Regions from separate parts of the Zea mays genome. Here regions 1 and 2 are each linked to region 3. Evidence: chromatin contacts called from public Hi-C data. All regions are on one chromosome and are shown on one strand. The core of a region is the stretch at or near the end of the contact, and the rest is flanking DNA. Distances in the headings are between cores, read along the strand shown. Region 1 holds the start of LOC100286075 (60S ribosomal protein L34). Region 2 holds the start of LOC103641278 (mitogen-activated protein kinase 2). Region 3 holds the start of LOC100192868.

Region 1 (2,700 bases), core at 176-2,675, 940 kb before region 3:
TTATGTCCTATAAATTTAGAGGCTGGCCGCCTCTTTACCCCAACCTGTCATGTTCTTGGATTTTAGAATTCATATGCATTTTTAGGCTGTATTGTGGTGGCTCCCCTCGAATATTTAGTATTATCGTAACCCACAAGCATTATACTCTATATGAATGAGAGAGATATAACAAAAAGTAGAGTAAGTAAAATCTAATACAAGATAATAAAGATAAAAGAGAAAGAAACAGAACTATAATCTAAAAGTCAACTTTTATAACGGGAGGTAGTAAAATATAAGCAGATTTAAAAAAATACTACAAAATGAATTTTAATAGAAGAATACTAGAGAAAGTTAGATGCCGTTTGGATTTTTTTTATTTTGTTGGCTTAGAATATTCAATTACATTTCAAAATTTAGGTATAAGATTTTCTTAAATTTATAAACTGAGGTAAAAGTTGATTTTATAGCCGGTTATATTTCTACTATACAACTTAGAGTCTGTTTGGCAGGGCTTCGACTATGGTTTTTCTCTGCAAAAAGCTAGATCCATACCAAACATTTGTTTAAACGGTTTCATGCGAAAAATATCTAAAAGTCAGAGCCGTTTTTGTACTATGGAGAAGAAGCCACAAATATTAGTTCCATCGGCTTTTGCTCTAGCACTTTAATATATTGGAAATGGTTTTGGCTCCATGATAAGTCGTTTTTGTCAAACGATTTACGAAATGACTTTAGGCAGATATATCAATTAAGATAATTCGGTTTTATGCAAAATATATTTGTATACTATTATTAGCAAGATGTTGGAGAAATTTATGTGCTACATTTTTACTATAGAGGAGTGAGACGAAGAGTGTCATGTAAGTTATAGATTAGAAACCAATTCTACTAATAAATAAAATCATTTCCCACCATCCACCCCATGAATTTGAGATAGACTTATATCTGAACTTTGGAAAGTGGTGGAATGTCAAATTCCAAACTAAATAAGTTACTTTATTGAGTGAATTCCAATTCCTCTAAAATGAAGGGATCCAAACGTCCCGTTAACAAAAAATGATTTTAACGAAAAACATAACTAGAGCTATTTTAAACGAGCCTGAGCTCTACTAAACCCGGTGAAGCCGTTTTTGTTAGAACACAAAAATATATTCTCTATAAACCAATAGTAGAGTATACATATATAATATACATAATTATATTAGCTTAATTAATTTATATCTAATTTATAATCACTAGAATGGACTTCAGTTCGATAAATCTTGAAACCAAATTCAGACCATCCATACACTAAGGAGCCGGTAATCCCAAGTCACAGACCGAACCGCCCATTCGCTTGGCAAATCATCTCCCGACGTCAGATCTAGGTCACTAGGCCTATCAGCCATCCTATAAAAGCTCCCCTCCATCTCTCCTCCTCACTCCCTTCTCCGCCGCCACGCTAGAGAGGAAGAGCGCGCGGAGAGCGAGAGCCCGGGAGAAACAGCGGCCGGCGGCAAAATGGTGCAGCGGCTCACCTACCGGAAGCGCCACAGCTACGCCACAAAATCCAATCAGACCCGCGTGGTCAAGACCCCTGGTAAGACCGGCGCTTCGCACTCGCATGGTCGATTGATCGCTCGTTGTTTCTGTTCGTGCGGGTTGTGGAAATAGGATTCCCGCTGATTTGTTTATGTTGTTGATTAGGTGGGAGGCTTGTGTACCAGTACACCAAGAAGCGCGCGAGCGGACCGAAATGCCCGGTCACCGGGAAGAAGATCCAAGGAGTATGAGCCTTCCACCTTTCTATTTTACCCACTTATTCTTGCTTTAGGGTTTAGGTCGCTGCGTCATGCTCTATTCAAGGATTTTCAATTTGAATGCAGTGTGGTCAACCTAGGCTAGGAGGTCCTGACGGAACATGTATTTGAACCGCAGCTTTGTATTTTGTGTAGCTTAAGGCTCATATTCTTATGATGTGTGATTGCAAACTGGGGATTAAAATGCACCTTTTCTTGTTGAATCATGTTTCGGGCTCTTGGTTGGAAGTTGGAACAATTTATTATCCTTAGATCTAAAAGATTGCTCTAGGCTTTTAGCAAACTGTACCTGTAGCGTATCCCTCACATTTGTGCCGTTGCGTTGTTTATTTACTTTGTCTTAACTGAGTGTTGTTCTGATAGTAGTTTTAAACCATAGGTTTGATGTTTGTTTTGTTTTTTGTTTGACCCTTAGGCCTTTTAGCTTATTGAGTTATTGTAACATGTGCTGCCGTAGCTGGTTTTGATGTTCATGCCAACCTATCTTTGGTACTGGTACTCTATTATTCATTCCAGGGCAGTGTACACATTTCAGCACAATGTATTGTGTTTTGCAAGTTTTTCTTGAGTGTTAGGTTGTACCAAGTGCCCTTTCTCTAGATCTTCCTTTTTGTTTTGAGTTTGTTGAACAATGATTATACAGTTACAATTGACAAGCATGTCTGAGTTTTCATGTTGATTAATCTTAAACTTCTATGAGGCCTTCCAATGTTGTCTCTTTTCTCATTGTCTTACTTTTGAAGTCTGAAGTTTTCCCCCAAAAGATACTTTTAACTTGCATTCGTACTCATTGTGTTTAGTTCTTGTTATGGCTGGCTTGCATCTTTATTATGATTCAGTTTCTGGCATATACTACTGGGCCTATGATTACTGAGAAACATGACAAGCATATGTCTGAACTTTCATGTCGATTAAGCCT
Region 2 (2,700 bases), core at 12-2,511, 790 kb before region 3:
TGCTCGGGTTCCAATCTCACATGATATATGTTCATACAAGTTAGAATAGTGTATGTTCCACAATATAGGCACGATATAAATTTCGATGTAACATGTGGGCATGTTTGTTGTTAGAAGAAAACAAATTAGGAGAAGACTTCTAGGTTAACCATCCTAGATTACTGTCACTAGTACACAGAAGCTCTATAATGACGGTCCTAAAGCTATTTGCACTGGCGTTTTTCGGTGCCACCAATGCTAGGGGCCAGTGAAAATACGCGGTTATTTTGGAACCGCCAGTATTTCCACTGGCGGTTGGTTAAGATCCCCATGGCATGCGGTATATATGTCCTCAAGTTGCTATATCACAAACCACACAGCTGATTAGACATGAGCAAATAATTATGGGCATATTTGGCAGAGCTCTACTTCTAGGTTCTCTAGCCCTGCTTCTTGATCTTGAATAGAGTGATTTTACTTGATTATGACGGAGGAGCATGTAAGAGCATATATATAGCTACCAAAGTTGGTTCTCTGCTTGGATGCAGCAAGAGCTTTGCCAACCAGTTTTTCAGAGAGAAGTAATTAATTCTATCTGTTTCTCTGAAATGAACTAAAGACTAGAAGCTTATTCTGATTGTGTAGACCGATTCTCAACCGTGATTTTGAAATTTTATGCTAAAGAATCAAAGAGAATTGCTTTAAGCCATAGAATAACATGTATAGTAGCAGAATTAGCTTCCATAGACAATTTTAAAATCTGAATGAGATAGGGCTCGCTTATTAGTTGTTTTGCAAGGGAGAGAGGAGTAGCAGAGAATCACTTGTAGACAGCGCACTGCCAAACAAACCAATCTATAGCTTATTCATCGCTAGCTGCAAATAAAAGGCAAGCGGCAAGAGCTAGCACCAAGGGCAAGCAAGGGAAACCATCCATGCATCATGCGCCGCGCGAACACGTAAGAGATGGATCAATCAATCGATAAATGCATGGCTGGCTGAGGAGGAGAGGGGAATTAATGGTCTGGAAGAGGTCGGCCGCCGGGGCCCGGGGGGAGCATCGTCGTCCCTGCATGCATCCATCAACCTGTGTCGTGTGCAGCAGTGCAGTGCAGGCAGCTAGGCCAGCCACACCGCCCACAGGACAGGAGCCATGCCAGGTCTCTCCCACACCACACGGCAGGACAGGAGTGGGCGACGACGGACGGACGGACGGAGCAACAGCAACAGGAACCCAACTCCTTCCTTTGGGCGTCACGGGAGTTCGACTTCCGGCGGAGAAAAGGCTCCCCGCCTTTTCCACTTTCCCCAACGCTCCCCTTATCTCCTCCTTCCTGGCGTCCGCGCAACCAACCACGCGCGCGCGCGCTCCGCTAGCCAGCCAGCTCGTTCTCTCTATCTCTATCTATCTATCTGTCTGTCTGTCTCAGCTAGAGCTCGAGGCAGCATCATCAGAGCTTGCTTGCTCGCATGCTAGCTTGCCGTCGTCCTGCGTTGGTCCTTGCTGGGTCGTCTTGTGTTCATTTCTCATCGTCGGAGAGAAGAGGGAGTATAGCTAGCTAGCTAGCTAGGAGGGGAGGTGCGTGGTGGTCCGTATATATACATGCGCATGGAGGGGGCCGGAGGAGGCGCAGGCGGAGGCGGCGCCGGCGCTGGAGGGTGCCTGGGTATGGGCCACGGCGGGGAGGCGCAGATCAAGGGCACGCACACGCACGGCGGCCGCTACGTGCAGTACAACGTGTACGGAAACCTCCTGGAGGTCTCCGCCAAGTACGTCCCGCCCATCCGCCCCGTCGGCCGCGGCGCCTGCGGCATCATCTGGTGCGTACGTCGTCCTCCCTCATCGATCGCCTTCTCGTTTGTTCGTTCGGGCTTCACTACTAGTACGTACCGGATCTTTTGTGCATGCATGCAGTGCTGCTGTGAACGCGCAGACTCGCGAGGAGGTCGCCATCAAGAAGATCGGCAACGCGTTTGACAACCAGATCGACGCCAAGCGCACTCTCCGAGAAATCAAGCTGCTTAGGCACATGAATCATGAAAATGTGAGTAGCCATGTATATGTATATATTTCTCTACCTTGTGATGAACATATATATTTATATATATACTCCACGCTACAGGACTTTTTTTTGTCATTGTATGTATTTATTAGCTATATATACATGTATGTATAGTTCATTAGCTATATACATAATACATCCGTGCATATATGTAACAGAGCAACAAATTCTTTTTCCCTGCAGGTCATTTCAATAAAGGACATCATACGCCCGCCCAGGAGGGAGAACTTCAACGACGTCTACATCGTCTACGAGCTGATGGACACTGACCTTCACCACCTCCTACGGTCAAACCAGCAACTAACCGACGACCACTGCCAGGTCGTCGATCCAAATCCAACGCTGTTGCTGTGCCGTCCTCTGTTCTCTGTTCCTAACCCTTTTTTTTTCTTTCTTCTTTTACGACGACCGGCCGGTGCAGTACTTCGTGTACCAGCTGCTCCGCGGGCTCAAGTACGTGCACTCGGCGAACGTCCTGCACAGGGACCTGAGGCCGAGCAACATGCTGCTGAACGCCAAGTGCGACCTGAAGATCGGGGACTTCGGGCTGGCGAGGACCACGACGGAGACCGACTTCATGATGGAGTACGTCGTCACGCGGTGGTACAGGGCGCCTGAGCTCCTGCTCAACTGCTCCGAGTACACCCAGGCCATCGAC
Region 3 (2,700 bases), core at 10-2,509:
ACGAGTTCCCGTGCGGCGATCGGACGGTGCCGATGGCGAGGCCGGAGCGCGGGCAGAACGGACGGCACGGGATCGCGTCGCGATGAGGGTCACGGCAGAGGAAATGGCGGCCACAGGTTCGCTGTTCGGCGTTCGCCGGCGCCCGGGAAAAAGCGCAAGGCGAGCCACTAGATCGCCGCCAGGTGGGTCCTGCGTGCAGCCACGCGCAGGCCATTCCGCGTGTTCCCAACCGCAAATTATTCATTATTGTCAGTGACGTTTTATTTTTTTCAGGAGGGTCCCTGCTGAAGCCTGGATTTGCCTGTGGCTACCGTGGATGTCCGTTTTCTGGCTGCATTTTACTGTTCACAGAACAGTTTTGATTAATTGGGCGTGCTGTTTAATATCTATCTATTTATTTGTTCTTGAGAAGGAAATGCTCCGAGAGAAGGGAACATGAATTTCCGTATTTGTTTACCAACCAGCACACCTATTTAAATCTGAAAAATATAGAAATCATTTTTAAAATTTTAAGATACACTATGCAACAAGCATATGTTACTATTGCATATATTCTAAGTCACATAAAAATCCTGCATATATTCTATGATACATAAAAAATATGAATCCTATGTATAAGTATAGATTATATATTCAAGTCCGTGACATGAAATGGTTTAGATGAATGATTTTTTGTGTTTAATACTCTAAAGTAGTGATCAGCTATTGATAAACAATTGAGGCTGACAGACGGTGACTGTTTCGCCAAAAAATAAAATAAAATAAAATCTATAATAGTCTAAATGAGTGTTTGATTTCTAATGACTAATTTTTAGTCTCGCTATTTTATTCTATTTTATTACATAAATTAACAAATAAAGAAACTAAAACAGAACTAAAACTTCTATTTTAATTTCTATATTTGGTAATTTAGGAATTAAAATAAAATAAAATGAAGGTATTAAAAATTAGTTCTTAAAAACTATACACCCCTTGAGTTTGCTCCTGGCCACAATAAATACTTCTACACGCACTTTTCAAAAGCTGAGTAGCAGGATGAGCGTGACGAGCCTCATCTCCCTAGCAAACCAAGAACAAAAGCCATCCATCCGTTTTGCTCCGTAGAGCGAGAGCGAGACAGACGGTTGGGGAAGAGTCAGGCGAGCCAGCAGCAGCAGCTTGCTCTGCCGACGTTACAATTCCGGGAATGCGGGAGGGCGTGCTCGATAGATTTCAGGGGCCGGAGCTCGAGTAAACCACGAGAAAAGATAGTGGCTGAGATTTCTCGCGGCGCTCGCCGCGAGAGCGACCCCCACAGGTCGCCGCCCCTCCGCGGCCCGCGCAGCGCACAGCATACAGTCAGCACACGCAGCAGCTGCCACCACAGCGAACAGCAAAGCACCTCCGACTCGGAGTCGCGGCGAGAGCCGAGAACCTTCTCATTCATCTTCCTCTTCTATCCATCCTGCCTGCCTGCTTGCCTCCGTATTCCAGCTAGATCTCCGGGCAGCCGATTGACCGAGAAGTTTGTGGTTGTGGCGGCGGCGGAGAGGGAAACGGGGAGCGGGAGGGCGGCGCGGATGCCACTGCTGCGCCGGCGCCGGCGGGGCCGGTGATGCCCGCCGTGGCGGTCGCTTGAGGTGGGTGGAATCGGGCGTCGTTGTGCGGTATTTCGTGGCGTTCCCTGTCATTAATGAGGTACCTGACGCTCGAATGGGTGCGCGGGCTGGTGCAGGCCGCCGTGCGTGGGAGGTGGACGGGGGAGCGAGGCGGTGCGGACCGAGGTTGCGTTGGGTTGGATTCGATTGGGCTGCGTCTGCTGAGGTACTACTGTTTCCCTACCTAAAATTCACGGACCTCTGTTTCTAGTCCACGAGACATGCTCCCCCCTCCCTCCCGGATTACTACTGTTCTTTTGGCTTGCAGAAAATCACTTGTCAAAATGTTCGATGGTGCACTTCGTTCTTCCTGGGCTACGTGTCTTTTTCGATGCTTTAATGTCGTCATGATTTCTTGCGTGCAATTTGAGAATCTGAAGAGTGGTAACGGACAGTAGTTGTAATGAGCTATGCCGCTTCTCGCTGTGTTTCTTTTGTCGAGGACGGCGGTTGGGATTTGTTCGTAGCTGTGTGCTTGGTAACTTCAGGGGGTGAGTGTTTTCTTGGTGAGGCTAGCAAGATATTGTTAGGCTGTTTGGTTCCATGACTAAAGTCCATATCACATCTGATGCTTGAATATCATTTACGAGTATTAAATATAGTCTAATTACATAGAGAAACACTAAACGATGAGATATATTTATTAAGTCTAATTAATTCATGATTAACAAATGTTTACTATATCATCACATGAACGAATCATGGATTAATTAGATTTAATAGGTTCGTCTTATCGTTTAGTTCTCATTTGTATTATTAGTTTTGTAATTAGACTATATTTAATACTTCTAAATAGCATCCAAACATCTGATGTGACAGGGGCTAAAATTTAGCCCCTTGATCTAAATAGCCCTTGACTATGTTGGGTGAATTAAAACCCTAACTAGGGTTAGGATGTTGTATTAATAGGTAGAAACATATATGGGCTGGGCCTAAGCCCAATAGAGTACACACGTCGAACACCCCCGCAAATGCAATTCTAGGTATTACATATGTTGAGATTGGAACGAAACTTCAAGAACACCGTGGATGCGAGCCCCTTGGTAAAGATGTCGACAAACTA

What was found. A called contact is a pair of places that touch in the nucleus more often than the background predicts.
Region 1: a Hi-C map of ear shows a contact between it and region 3, with 2.2 times the contacts expected there. The contact joins the promoter of LOC100286075 here to the promoter of LOC100192868 in region 3. A contact is called at or near these places in 2 of 25 Hi-C or Micro-C datasets (ear and leaf mesophyll).
Region 2: a contact with region 3 is called in a Hi-C map of tassel, with 2.9 times the contacts expected there. The contact joins the promoter of LOC103641278 here to the promoter of LOC100192868 in region 3. A contact is called at or near these places in 3 of 25 Hi-C or Micro-C datasets (ear, leaf and tassel).

Annotation. Positions count from the first base shown.
Region 1 is chr10:80,576,925-80,579,624 of Zm-B73-REFERENCE-NAM-5.0, reverse strand. LOC100286075 (60S ribosomal protein L34) reads left to right here and starts at 1,425. Exons shown (of 4, transcript NM_001158963.2): 1 at 1,425-1,561; 2 at 1,669-1,748. The coding sequence starts at 1,483.
Region 2 is chr10:80,427,533-80,430,232 of Zm-B73-REFERENCE-NAM-5.0, reverse strand. It overlaps LOC103641278 (mitogen-activated protein kinase 2), which reads left to right and starts at 1,261. Exons shown (of 6, transcript XM_008664632.4): 1 at 1,261-1,800; 2 at 1,895-2,024; 3 at 2,226-2,363; 4 at 2,464-2,700. The coding sequence starts at 1,583. It also overlaps a transcript of LOC100273854 not described here.
Region 3 is chr10:79,636,181-79,638,880 of Zm-B73-REFERENCE-NAM-5.0, reverse strand. It overlaps LOC100192868, which reads left to right and starts at 1,259. Exons shown (of 9, transcript NM_001138057.4): 1 at 1,259-1,619; 2 at 1,715-1,803.